Regions from separate parts of the Macaca mulatta genome. Here region 1 is linked to region 2. Evidence: chromatin contacts called from public Hi-C data. All regions are on one chromosome and are shown on one strand. The core of a region is the stretch at or near the end of the contact, and the rest is flanking DNA. Distances in the headings are between cores, read along the strand shown.

Region 1 (7,299 bases), core at 1,868-4,367, 140 kb before region 2:
TTATGATGCTCTGATGCATGACTAAACTATACAATAAATATTATTGGAATACTATGTATTCTCAATTGTAACAAAAGTGACTGTGATCTACATGTAGCTGGAAACACTCTTCCTCTCAAGAATTAAGTAAGATGGATCCAATCCCACATTGACTAGATTTTGAAAGATAAATTCTATTATATTACTTTGTGGAGCTTACATTCTCATGTTTATTTCTAACTCTGAGCTCTTGCTTATGCTACATTATTTCAGTTTAGAAATGGTCTTGTCATCTCACATGCACTGTACCTGGCCTATGCAGATAGGGTGTGCTGCTTCATTAGTAAATTTCCTTAATGCAAATGTATGTGAAAGGATGAGAGAACTTACGTTTAAATCAATCACCCCACCAAAAAAGCCATACATTTATTGTTATGCATTCTTGATAAGCAAAGTGGATAGCGATGAGCAAAGTAGACTGGAATTCAGTTCAAGAATAAGAATGCCTAGGGTAGAACCCTGGCTTTACCATTGCTATGAATCATTGGGTGACCTTGGAAAAGTTGCTTCAAGTCTCTGGGTTTTACTTTCTTCGTGAGTAAAATGAAGATGAAAATAGCACCTCCTTCAATAACTTTTTATGAGGGGAATACATCTAATTCATATAAATTGCTTAGAATATTCTAACATGTAAGTGTTGCTAATTAATAGATCTAACGACCTTTGAACATTTTTAAACTCATGCTTTGTGTGGTTGCCTTTGCCCCCACTCCCAGGCCAAATTTCTATTTTAATGGTTATTATTTTGTTTAATATAGAGCAGTTTCACCATTATTTTTTTATGACCAATAGCCTTTGGAGTTACTATTCCAAGTGGTTTATCAAGGCATTTTCCTAAACTAGGACACATTCCTTTCTAAAAACAATTCTGGAAACAATGGACTATGCATTCAAATATATATTATACATATGCACATATATATATGCATGTTTATGTGTATGAGTATAATATGGACATATTTGTATTGTCAGTTGCCCCCAGAATTCCACGTGTTTGTGTGTTTGATCCCATTTGATCCTCACAGCAATCCCATGAGGCTAGCACTATTACCACTTTTTACAAGAAAGGAGACTGAAGCTTAGAGAGGTTAAATGGGTTGACCAAGATCATACAGTTAGTATCAGAGCCCAAATCAGTCTTCCTTTTGCAAATCTACTTTTAAACAATTAGGCTGTATAAACTCCCACTGCAAAATAGAGGAGGTCAGATAGAGGGTTCGAGGGCCTAGGTTAAATATATTGTTAGGACAATTTATTCTAATATGCCCCACCTATAGCCACAGTGAAAAAGAAAACAATTCCCTAAAGGAATTATAAAGGAGTCCATGGAAATGCTAGCATTTCAGCCAAACTTAGCTCATGGAATATAGAGTTAAAAGGCATTTGCCTCCTAGCGATAGCCTTCCTGTTGATTCATAAGATGCAAATGAAATGTTAATGTTTAAACTAAGTGGGAGAAACTACTTATTTTGAGAGAGAAAAAAAATATAGTATAAGAGTTCTACTCTAGAATATTGTTAATGTAAGAAGAACTGGACGAACAGGACAAGCAGGCTTTTGAGAAAAATTACAGCTGAAGATGGGGCTTAATAGTTTAGAGCACTAAAAGATAAATACTTTTTAAAATCTCTGTGTGTGTGTGTGTGTGTGTGTATGTGTGTGTGTGTTGCGAGTCTCCAGTCTCGCTGGTAACTCGCAGTCTTCTGATGAAAGTTCAGTATGTAACGATTACTAGTTGGCATCCTCTACTGGAGACCAGTCTCACAAAAGGGTGACCCTGTGATGTACGAAAGGCTATTTAATGCCCCAGCGAAGTGCTTCAGGGACCAAGATTTTATTATTCTTTGGTGATGAGAGTTGTGATCCTGCATCCCTGATTTAGAGCCACTTAGGGCTCCGACAGCTCCACCCCGGTGTTCTAGAGGAAAATATCCCTTCATGCTCTCTGCCTGATTTGAAAGCGACACAGCTTCGCGATGTTCCGCCTGGGAGGTGGTTCAATCTTTAGAAATTGCCTGAGAAGCCTGTCCATCTGCTGGAGTGCCTGGTTTTCGAGAACGGACCAAGACGGACTTGGCTTTTAATCTGAAATAATTTGATAATTTTCTGTCTGTAACTTAAAATCACCGCTTAACAAAAGTAAAAAAGTGACAAGCTTTCTAGAGGGCTTTTGTAGACATTGGGAAAATCCGTATGACGAAGTACGGTTTAGAAATTCCGGATTTAATTTCCCCCGGGAAAAACAAATATCTTCTGTTTGGTAGCGGGCAGTCGACTCACGTGGTCTTCCTTTAAAACAAAGTCTATGCCAGCCGGGGGTGAGGGAAGTGGTGGGAGTGAGCAGGGGGAGCAGAGAGATTCGAAAAGTACAGGAGGAATCAGTCCAGTACGGGGATTGCCCCTGCCAACCAGTAGCTATTCCTGTTAACTCCCAGGAAGCAAGTTTCCACCTTTGCCACTTCCTCCTGCCCTTTCCTTTTCCCTTCACTACGGCTCTTGGACCCAAAGTTCGCTCCCCACCGCCACCGCCCTGCTCCACTATTGTCTTTACAGGACAGAAGGCTGCAGCAGCACGGCGGAGAAAAATCCCTGAGGAATGAGTCAGTGAGATGGGCGTATGGGTGGAGGAAGAGGGCAGTCGATTTTTAAACCTCAGCGGGGTGGGTGGGGAGTTGGAAGCCAAAGGCCTTATCACTACCGCGCTGCAACATCACAGAAAGTGTTAGTCCCAGGGCTCTCCCGGGAGCGCGCGGCTCCTGTGCTTTCTCCTTATTGGCGGACCTGGACCTGGGGGCGGAGCCGCGGTGAAACCCCGCCCACCCGGACGCTAGGACAGGGGCACATGGTTCTCCCCGATCCCGGAGCTGGGCTCAGGGCTCGGACTCAGTCCTGCAGCGCCTCTAGGCTGCGGATCCTTGCTTCAACCACCTGCTCTGCGCCGCGTCCGGGGAAGTGGGGAGGAGACCGGAGGGAGGGAGGAGGCGGGGAGAGGAGGAAAGAGGCAGCTTACACACGCCTTCCAGTCCCTCTACTCAGAGCAGCCCGGAGACCGCTGCCGCCGCCGCCGCCGCCGCCGCCGCCGCTGCCGCTGCCACTGCTACCACCGCTGCCACCTGAGGAGACCCGCCGCCCCCCGTTGCTGCCTCCTGCGAGTCCTTAGCACTCGGCGTTTCATGCACATTGCCACTGCCATTATTATTATCATCCCAAGACAAGGAAAATAAAAGAAGATACCAGCGAAAAGAACCGCTTACACCTTTCCGAATTACTCAAGTGTCTCCTGGAAAGAGAGGGTCGTTGTCCCCGGAGGAGCAGCCGAAGGGCCAGTGGGCTGGTGTTGAGCTGGAGGGAGGAGGAGTTGGGGGCATTGCGTGGTGGAAAGTTGCGTGCGGCAGAGACCCGAAGGTGCAGCGCCACAGCCCAGGGGACGGTGTGTCTGGGAGAAGACGCTGCCCCTGTGTCGGGACCCGCCAGCGCGCGGGCACCGCGGGGCCCGGGACGACGCCCCCTCCTGCGGCGTGGACTCCGTCAGTGGCCCTCCAAGAAGGAGGAAGAATATGGAATCCAAGGGAGCCAGCTCCTGCCGTCTGCTCTTCTGCCTCTTGATCTCCGCCACCGTCCTCAGGCCAGGTGAGCAAGGGCCTGGGAGCAGCCCCAGACAGACGTGGGCCTGGAGCAGTTTCCTAGGTCCCCGTCCCAGCCTCGCACCCCCGAGGCAGTGCGCCTAGGCGCATGGATGAGGTAAGGGGACCTCTGTCCCGGCACAGAGCTGTCCCCGGGCTCGGTCACCTGTGCCGCACGTTTGGGGTTGGCTGGTTGGTTCAAGTTTGGGCATGAAGCTGGGGAAACTGGGTGAATCTCCAAGAACTTGGGGCTCCGGGGTTGTGGTTGCAGGGGCCCGTGGGCAGGATTCGCCTGACGCTCTCCGCTGGTCCCTGCGACTCCCAGCTAGGCGGCGGACTCTCGCCCTCTGACAGTTCCTCCTGTCTCTGGGTATCCAAGTCCACGTCACTGCGCCCCGAGCGGTTTTTCTTTCGCTTAGCTCTCGGATGAAATAACTGCCGGCACTTTTTCGTGATAAATCCCCTTGTAACTTCCCCTTGGTGAGCAGAGGAAGGGATGGGAGGGGTACAGAAGGAGAGGACTTTAATCACCTCCTGCCCCCCACGCCTACCTTGAGAAACCTACTGATGCTTCAAATCGTGGTTTCAACGTTCCCCCCTCCGGTCCCCGTCCATTGTCTGGGCGGGTGGTGAGTGTAAGGGTGACCGCAGGCAGATAACACAGCCTGAACAGGAATTAGTAGCTAGGTCTGGGAGACACCTCAGTGAGACGCTTGTGAATTTCCAGGACCTGCTCATAGAACCTCAGTTCTCAGTTCTGTACTGAGTCTTAGAAGAGAGAGAGATGGGGTGGGGGGGGGGAAAAGGCAAAATTCCCAACAACTAAAATATCTCGCGGGAAATCCCTTTCCGCACCCTCGGGGACGTCCGCTGGCATTGGTATCCTCAGACCCGCCTGGCGGCTGACACAAGTTGTTCCTAACAGGGTATTCTGTGCGCTCACAGTTGCCTGACAGAGCAGCAGGTTCCTTTGCTCCCCTAAACTGAAAATTTGGGGGATTTTTTTTTCTTTGAAGTTTTTATTTCTATCCCTGCGTAGACAGTTGCCAGTTAAACTCCTACTTCCTGGTATTTTGGCCTGTTTGTTCTTAGCTTTTTCTTTAGTTTTTATCAAAGAAAAACCTCACTTCCTTTTATCCGTGCATATCCCTTCAGCTGTCGGCAAGCTCAGGTCACAGAAGAGGTTTGAAAGCCTCTGAATCTCTCCCAGGAACTGGCAGGGAGAGGGGTTTGGGGGCTAGAGCCTGTGGAAGAGATTACAAGTGTTTGTGAGCTGCTGCTGCTGCCGTTGCTGTGTGTGTGGGCGGGAGGAGTGCCCTCTCCAGATCTCTTTATTAAAGTTACATTTCTGGGTGAGGTAATGAGCTCACCTGATGTTTCTGAGGCTGAGGGGGGAAAAAAAAAAAAGAAAAAAAAAAAAAAGGCGTCTGCGTTCTCTGACAAATCTCGGGCTCTGGGGCGGGGACTGTGAAACCATAGTTCAACCGGATTTAAAGCAGGTGTCCTAGTGTAACAACGCTGGGGAGGTAGATGGAAAGGCGAGACCCCCCTTGGGCCTGGCACAGTGTGGATTTCACTTTTTCGAGATTCCACTGTCCGATGGAGAAAATGACACTTTGGAGCCAGGGAATGAGTCAAGAAGGGAGGACAAGGGTGATGTCGGTTTGTAAGATGCAAACGTCCACACGCCCAGAGTTGGTTTCCGATTAACCCTCTCGATACTTGGAGAATGTAATCTCACCTACGTCCACACCCCTGACCACAGGCACATACCCAGTTTCCTCTTCTGTGCCGTCACAGGCGGGCCACGTCGCAGGATAGGTTTTTTTTTTTACACATTTAACTGCTAAAAGGGGGAAAGTTCCGCTTTCAGACCTCCTGCGCGGTGATTCTTTTGGCGCCACAGACTAGTGTGTCCAGGGGGCACGGAGCTGCGCGCTTTCAGCGAGCGGCTGGCCCCGGCTCACCGCAGCCAGCCACGGTGAATCTGAGGATCCGATGCTCTGGACCCTCAGATCCGTGGTTTTTGTGAATTACCGAGCTGGCATTGCCGAAATTCTCATTGCAATATGAGTGTGTTTTAAAGGGAAAGGTTACAGCACTAAAGGCGCCGTGTCTACACTGAGGAAGCAAGTCTTGGACAGTGAGTGCGCCTCCTTCGGAGCCCTCTGAATAACAGAGCCCGGTGGGGATGCGGTGCCAATAGCTGGCTTCATTTGAGGGGGGTAATTGACTTCCCCGCCGGCCACCCTTCATTTCCGGAGCAGTTTTAATAGTGTGTGTCCAGTTGTAGAGGTCAAAAACTCGAGTTTGTGAAACTGCTTCCCCGGGTCTTTTGGCCTGTAGTCGCTACACAGTCATTGATATATTTTAGGCGTGCCTCGTTACCTGTTTTGAAAGGAGAGGAAAACGAAAACTGAATTCAGAGATAAAGGCAATGAAATGTGTGTTCAGCATCCGAGGTAGCAATAATCTCATTATTCTTGTAGAAAGAGCGTCAGCCTGTGGTGACATTTTGTATTGCTTTAAAAAAAAAAAAAAAAAAAAAAAAAGGCTTTTCTGGATTATTTACAACAAGGAGGTGGGGCGCTGCAGTTAACTCTTCACTTGGGTCATCTGTGTGAACCCCTCGATGGGATGTTTCATAACTACTCACTGATATAAGATTCATCCTAAGACATGAGCACACATAAAGCTTTCTTCAGTGGGATATTATGTTTGAAACATATCAATTGATCTCAAAAGGACTTGGGAAAGCATCAACTCAAATAATGTCCTTTCAAAGACTATTGATGTAGGACTACTAACATTGATTAATTTAAAAACTGAAAACTGTTTAATAGCCAATATGTATTATTTTTTTCCTTAAGGATTTATTTAATCCAATGGCAATTTACAATTTAATGAAGTATTATTTGCAGTAAATTGCTTTTCTAGGCTTTCTTCAGGACAGCTACCTTCAGGCACTTAAGCAAATCATTTAACCTTTTTGGGCTTCAGTTTTCTCATATAAAACAAAAAGACAAGACTAAAGACCTACACTCTGAAATGCCTCCCAGCTCAAAAACTCTTTGTTTCTGAAGTCTTAAGGTAAAAAACCAATTTAGGCAGGCACAGTCATTTTTCAACACTATTTTTCTAAGGATCTCAGTCTAGACAAAATTCATATAAATTGTATTACTAGAAAAGTATCAGTGGACCCCAATTTCTAATTTCCTTTTTTTTTCTACCTTTAAAAATTCATGATAAAAATTCATGATAACATCTATGCTTACTCTTCCCAGCCTTAGTAGGGGGAAAAAAAAAGCGTGAAGGAGAGAAATTAGCCTTCCACTCTCCTGGGAAAAGAGGACCCAAAAGCAGGAAAGGATAGTAGGCCTCAGAAAGCCCTGTAGTGTAACCCATCCCTCCTGCAAGCCTGCCCCTATTTAAACTGCACACATAGTACCTAGAATGAGATATAAATGATGGTTTATGCTTAAATGTTCATGTTACAAAGCCTCATACTGTACATCCTAAAGTTGCTCAACAGAGAAGTTGATTTGCAACATGGTTGTAAATGCAAGACAGAAGGAAATAGAAAATACTAATACTTTTCTCTTGTTTTAAAACTTGTAGAAATCCAAAATATCTTGTC
Region 2 (7,198 bases), core at 3,241-5,740:
TTAGAAAATGTCTAGTATATGATACAGTATTATTAACCACAGTCATCATGCTGTACTTTACATTTCTAGACTTGTGTGTCTTATACAATTGTAACTTTGCAGCCTTTGACCACCATCTCCCCATTTCCCTCATCTTCCCACCCCTGGTAATCACCATGCACTCTCTGTTTCTGTGTATTTTCCTTTTCTACATTCCACATGTAAGTATGATTATGTAGCATTTGTCTTTCTTTGGCTTATTTCAATTAGCATAATGCCCTCCAGGTTCCTTTTTTTGTCACAAATAGCAAGGTCTCCTTTGTAGAGGCTGAGTAATATTTTATTGTGTTTATATCTATTTAGACAATTTCTTTATCTATTCATCCATAAATGGGCACTTTGGATGTGTCCATATCTTGGCTATTGTGAATAATGCTGCAGTGAACAGGGGAGTACAGGCCTCTCTTTCAGTATTAATTCCTTTCTTTTAGGCATATACCCAGAGTGGGATTGCTGGAATATATGGTAGTTCTATTTTAACATTTTGAGGAATCTTCACACTGTTTTTCATAATTGCTGTATCAATTTACATTGCCACCAAGAGTGTACAAGGATTTCCTTTTCTCCACACCCTCACCAATACTTGGTATCTCTCGTTTTTTCAATAAGAGCCATCTTAACAGGCATGAGGTGATATGTCATTGTGATTGTGATTTACATTTCCCCAATGATGAGTGATGTTGAGCACCTTTTCATATACCTGTTGGCTACTTATATGTCTTCTTTGGAAAAGTGTCTATTCAGGTCATGTGCCTGTTTTTTTATCTGCTTCTCTGTGGGTTTTGTTTTGTTTGCTACTAAGTTGTATGAATTCCTTACATAGTTTGGATATTAACCCTTTATCAGGTTTATGGTTTGCAAATATGTTCTCCCTATTCGCATGCTGACTTTTTATTTTGCTGGCTGTTTACTATGCTGTGTAGAAGCTTTTTAGTTTAATATAGTCCTATCTGCATATTTTAATTTTGTTGCCTGTGCTTTTGGTGTCTTATCCAAAAAAATTTTTGCCAACTCCAATGTCAAAGAGCTTTTCCCCTATGCATTCTTCTAAGAGTTTTATGTTTTGTCTTATATTTAAGTCTTTAATCAATGTTAAGCTCATTTTTTGTATATTTTTTATTTTTATTTTAACTAACTCCTTACTAAATTAAGGTGGGATTTTTTTCACCACATCCATACTGAAATCTTTTATTTTCTGGAACTTCATAGTCTACTAATGTCAGTGGGTCAATATGGTTATGATCTGCCTAATTTCCCCCAGATGTTAGGAAACTCTGAAAAGCAGATGTCAAAATGGATTTAACATACAAAGAATGTATTAGGAAAAACACTTATGCGAGAAAAAATGAGGAGGAAGATGGTGGGGCGGGGTGAGGGGTGGAGAATAAGCATACCGCAGAGTAAAGATGGTCTCAAGTGAAAGAGAGAGGACAGGAAGGTTGGGTGGAAGCGTTCTAGACTGTCACGCAGTCTGAGGAAGTTTCATCAGGGAATCAGGGTATCCCTGATCTATAGTCAGCCCTCATAGGAGTCTCTTGTATCCAAGAAACTTACCTGTCTTAGTATACTTGTTGCATTCAGTTACTAGCTGGGAACAGCTGGTAAAATTGTAACCTTAGCCCAAATCTGGTAATAGACAGAATGCAGTAGTTGGGTAAGTTATGTTCCCAGCAGTTGAGGATCTGTGAGGAACATTTTAATGTCCACTTGACTTCACAGAGACTTTTTCCCCTTAAATAATAAACAAAACAGATGAACCACTTATTTAATAATGTTTAAGGATGTGAAGAGGAGAAGCAGAGACAGGTGAGACGGAATGCAAATATTACCAAGTGTGGGAAACCAACGGAATGCAGGCACATTCTCAGAAGAGGGGCTCATGTCAGGGTTTAGTAACACTGTCCACATGTTCAAGTTCCTGTGCAATCAGTCTATAGGTGCCATTGGCCTGCTGTAAGAACTTGTTTTCCTTATCCAGTGTTTTTGTTTATGTTTTGCCACCTTGTTCATGATAGTTAGTCTTCCAGAAATTCTTCTGGGGTGTTCATTTAACCATTTCCTAAATTGTGGAATAAATATGAGACATTAAAAAATTACATTTGGCCTCTGGGATATAAAATGAAGTTTTCAAAGAGTTAAAATCTTTGGAAGTATTGGAAAATTTAAAAACTGGAGGCACCTTCAGATGCAGATTTCATACCCTTAGAAATGATAAAACTACCTTTCAATACAGCTTCCTATATTTCTCATCTCTACTCACTGCCTTCCTAAATTATCTTGTTCTTTTTCCCATCTTTCCTCCCACTCTTCAATTAAGAATGACTGTCAGGAAAAATGGAATACATGAAAAGTTATTGTTAAAATATTAATAGATGTCAGTATGACTCTCTAAGTTCATGCATTTCAGAGTTACCCCACTGGGCTACCATTGTGGGCAAGCTACAATGGGCGTGACTCTCCATTCTCACTCAGTCCTTGAGGTGACACACCATCTCTTAAGGCAGAAAGATGATTTTATCTTCAGATACCAGATTATGCTGATTGCCCAACTGTATACGACTATTTGTTTTATTTTTAATTTCCTCTTTCCTGTGCTTTTAGTCTCTTTCAAAAATGTATCTTGGATGAACATTCCATCTCCCCTTTCTCCTCAAAGCTAGAAAACTAGATCTTATAGTAAGCTAACTTCAGTTCTTAAAGAAAGGACAAAATGCCATAGAAAGCCATAATTTTCTTCCTATGACCTTAACTTATATTGCAACCCCTCCAGGGAGCTGTCAATTAAAAGCGTGGAATTTACACAAATCTAAGTCTCGGAAATCAGCCAGCAAGCTGCACCAAATATGTGGAAAAACCTATTAAATAGCTTTTTAACCTTTATTACTTACCATGTTTGATCGTACAAATCTATATCCTCAGGAGACATAGGCAATGCTAATTGTGATTCATGTGAAGAAAAGAGGAGCAAAAAGTATTTCAACTGATATAAACATTTTTCAGTATGAGGTTAGATACTTAATGTGGAATATACCAGAAACTAGAATACTGGACAAGATCACTCAACCAATTCAGAAGCAGAAATCTACTACTCTGCTCATTTAGTAACCATAATAATTCACTTTTTTATCCCTGGTAATTCACTACCTCAATTATAACACAACATTTTCTAAGTCAGTAATTCTAATACTATTGAATATTACTTTAAAAGCTAAAGCAATACAGTTCATGTAAGCTATTATTGACAGATGCTTTCTGTGAAAACGAGGATATTATTGGCTAAAAGTCTTTGTGATGTATTTTTTCTAAAGCATTTTGAGGAATATTAAGGCAATTAGAAATTTTTTGTTTTGGAGTTTGGGAGTGTTATCAAAGACAGCTTTGATTTTCTCAAATCAAGAGATCTTTTTGTTGTCATGACATTAAACTATTTGCAGAAAACAAATTTAATAATGTCACAATAACTGTGAGTTCTTTCTGAAGACAGACTTCATTCTAAACTCCCAAACTTTCCATTACTTCAGATGATTTAATTAAGATCCTTTGGAAAGCATTATGCCTGCCTTTCTGTTGATAATGTTTTTACGAATGCAGTACACTCTTCTTCTTGCTAAAATAATTGAATTGTATTCACAATTTCAATACAACTTATGTGGTAAAATGCACAGGAAAGTATAATTTTTCTCCATTTCAGTAGAACTGATACTCTGAAACAGTTAAACTTAGACTTTCATGCTCAAAAAATGTACAGAGCAATAGAATCTAAATGTATTCATCTTTTCTTTGCATTAGTTAACCTGAATTAATATAACTAGTATTTCAAATATAAGTTTCTACATCTCCAGTTAAGCTAGTTCCCAAATGAAGTCAACAGGATCAGAATCCACACTAAACTGAAGAAAATTTAGTTCTTTAGCAAGAACTAAATTGAGAAAATGAATAAGGGGAGAGGGGAGCAGAAGGAAAATCATACTTTGCTGGCTATTTTTATTGTATTGACTAATTATCTGAGTGAAGGACTCTCCTTATATGAGCACCTTAAAGACTTAGCCTCAAATTAGAAGTATGATAGTAGGAAACAGTCAACTTTAGGAACTTCAATCAACATAAATTATTAATTACACACGTGTTTTTGAGCAAAATATGTAGTATAAAGAAAAACATGCGTAAACATTTCTCCTGTTTAGTCCTCTTTACTATGAAAATCTACTTTAAAACAAAATAGAGACAATTGTTCTTTTTACATAGAAAATCTAGATTTTTTGGTTCATTGTAATCTTTCTGCACCCCCTTCCCACGCACTCAGAGCATGAAGTATTTTTAAATGTTTTTATTTAAGTTCATCAGCACTTAAGGGACTGTGCCTTAGCATGTTGGCATAGACCCCATAGCCTAGCCAAAAATACTCATCATTTAGGAATGATGACTTGGTAACACAGGGGTTTCATTGTGGTCAAGAATGTGGAATCTCAGTCTCCTGCTCAGAACAAAGAATGCGAGGATCATTGCCAAGGAAACCCTAAAGCCCAGTGCTTTTAGTGACATTTCAAATGTAAGTCTAGATCTGTGTACTTTTTTTCCATCTATATTATATTCCATTAAAATGTTTTTTAAAGCAAAAATAGCTTTTGGGAGGACAATTTTAAGAGGGGACAATTTTTGGGGAACACTAATCTCAAATCACCACAGTGCTCCCTTCTCACTACCCTGTAGCTGTATTCCCAAAATTTCAAAGAATAATATAGTAGATGCCTTAAAGTTCATTCCTGGATCTCAAGTTAAGAAATGCTAATGAGTGCAGTAGAATCTGCACATATTCTGATTTAAAATTCATGAGGCAACTCAAAAAATAAAAATAAGGTTCACAACTTCAATCAATTCTGTTGCTTTTTGATCATTTCTAAATAAGTTTTTTGCTTATAATTTTAAAATGGCCCCAAAAGGAATTCAAATGCTAGTGTTGATGATGAAAGTAAAGAGAAAATAGAGATCTAACATTTTATTGCATTTTATTAGAGAAATTTTATGTGCGCTTATGAATTTGGGAAAACTGCCAGTCTTAGGACATGTTCCTTATGAAGATCAAAGATCTACTCTGTAGGAATTGTTATAATAAAAATTGAGTTTGCCCTAAGAGAGAAAACCAAGCGTCACTCAGTGCCTCTCACACACTGTGCTATTGAGGTAGTTCCTATCTTCCCATCTATAGAAACCTCAATTCAGCGATGGGGTCATACGAAATTTCCTCCAAGAAGCTTTTACCAATATCCTCAATCTAATTGCTGAGATTCCTTCCTATACAGTCCCACAGCATTTAGTTTACCAACCAAAAACATCACACTGATTTCATCTTGTTTTTTAAGGAAAAGACCTCAGTGTTTTACTTATACATTTTCTTCACAAAGCACACCTAAAACTTGCTCTGTAGCAGGTGTCCAGTAAATACTTGATGCATGATTGAATGATTGGATGATTTTTGAGATAGGCCTTAAAGGAAACATAGGAATCTGAACAGAGTGGATGGGACCAAGGAACCATAAAAATTAGGTAGAGATGGGGTAAAGCCTAAACTAATTGGGAGAAACTGTGACTCATCCAGCCTCATAGATCATTTTATACTTGAAGAATAACAAACTATCAGACTAAGGTAAATTAAGAAGGTAATTTCCTGCACAGCAATGTAAGTAAGTATCGATAATGTATTTTTAAAATGTTATTGTTTGTGTAATTCTTTCTATGACCTATGGATTATTACATTGACATAGTTTAATAGAAAGATAAATATTTAGAGCATTATATTGTATCAAACTTGGAGGTAAAATAGAGTACCTATCTTAAAACATAATTCTTGGTACTACTAGTAGTTTATAATTTAGTAACATGGGCATTTTCCTCCTGAAGATTATTCCACAGTGGCCCAAGTGGTGGGGGGAAGAGGAAGGAATAATTATATTTGTCTTATTTGTAGGTCTTACTCAATTATGTCTACATTATAATGTATAACACTTGAGAAAGGCAATGCAGAAAATGAATTTTGAACAAATATATCCCTACTTCAGATGCAGCAGACCCAAACTGGCCTCCAACTACCCCCATTTGTTGAAGGAATTAACAAAGAAAAAGAAAGGAGAAAAAGCCCTTCTTTCTGTTTCACAAAATGAAATTAGATGTCATCAGGTAACTTCTCTCACTCAGCATCCCTTCCAAATTACTTGGCAGTTATAGCCCCTTGTATCTCACACACGCACATGCACAAATGCACACACAGATAACTTACTTTGTATATCTTATGACCTTGATGATAATCTTAAACTCTTGTTTATACAATAAAATATGGGAGAAGTTGAGAGAGGAGATAACGCTGTGTGATGGAATCATAAAATCTCATGTTTAAAAAAATGCGTTTTCACTCTATCAGTAGAACTATGGTATTTTATCAGATTAAATACAATATATGTGAAATACATGGTTTGGAAAGTATAGTATGCATATATATACAGTATGTATAATTTATACTTGATTGTGATACAGGAAATAGACTTGCTAAAACAAAATATCTTTGTCATTTTTGTAAAGAGATTGGGAATCCACTTCCTGAAGTCAGGAATTAATCCCTCATTGTGGCTTAGTATGTTTCTGTGAGGCAAACAAATTTGATAATAACCAGATACTATCATGTACCATTTCTGCCTCTATTCCTTCACTTGTATTCAGTGATTATTTAGTCCTATGCTAAGATTCTATTTTTCTGAAAGTTCCTTTATTGGAAACCCAGTTTAATCACATGTGAGAAACCAATGGCTGAAGGTTTAAACCAGTGATTCTCAACTGCATAAGGTTTGGTGGGCAATTTTGCCTCCCATTGGATATTTGTCATGCCTGGAGACTTTTTGGCTGTCATAACTGGGAGAGGAGTGGTGCTGTTATCTGATGGGTAGAGGCAAGGCTACTACTAAACATCCTGTAATATATACAGCACAGCACTCTCACAGTAAAGACTCATTTGGTCTAGTGACCAGGTTGAGAAACACCGCTATAAACTAGTGTTACAAAATATTTACATTTTCTTTAGAGTTGTACATATCCTAATTCATTAGTGAAACAAATAGAAGCATTAGCATGTCTATCTGTCAAAATTAGTAAAAAAAAAAAATGAAAGTAA

The links. Hi-C and Micro-C count contacts between places; a contact is called where the count stands out from the background.
Region 1: a contact with region 2 is called in a Hi-C map of fibroblasts, with 3 times the contacts expected there. The contact joins the promoter of ALCAM here to the enhancer-like site in region 2. A contact is called at or near these places in 4 of 14 Hi-C or Micro-C datasets (CD4 T cells, fibroblasts, liver and 1 more).

What each region holds. Positions count from the first base shown.
Region 1 is chr2:178,277,415-178,284,713 of T2T-MMU8v2.0, reverse strand. It overlaps ALCAM (activated leukocyte cell adhesion molecule), which reads left to right and starts at 3,117. Exons shown (of 16, transcript NM_001257702.1): 1 at 3,117-3,669. The coding sequence starts at 3,597.
Region 2 is chr2:178,135,338-178,142,535 of T2T-MMU8v2.0, reverse strand. The region is part of intron 1 of ALCAM (activated leukocyte cell adhesion molecule); the gene reads left to right. Among named protein-coding and RNA genes, the nearest start is that of ALCAM, 140 kb to the left of the region's middle. Within about 2 kb of position 4,490, at least 4 of the 40 cell types and tissues checked have an H3K27ac peak or open chromatin away from gene starts, as enhancers often do.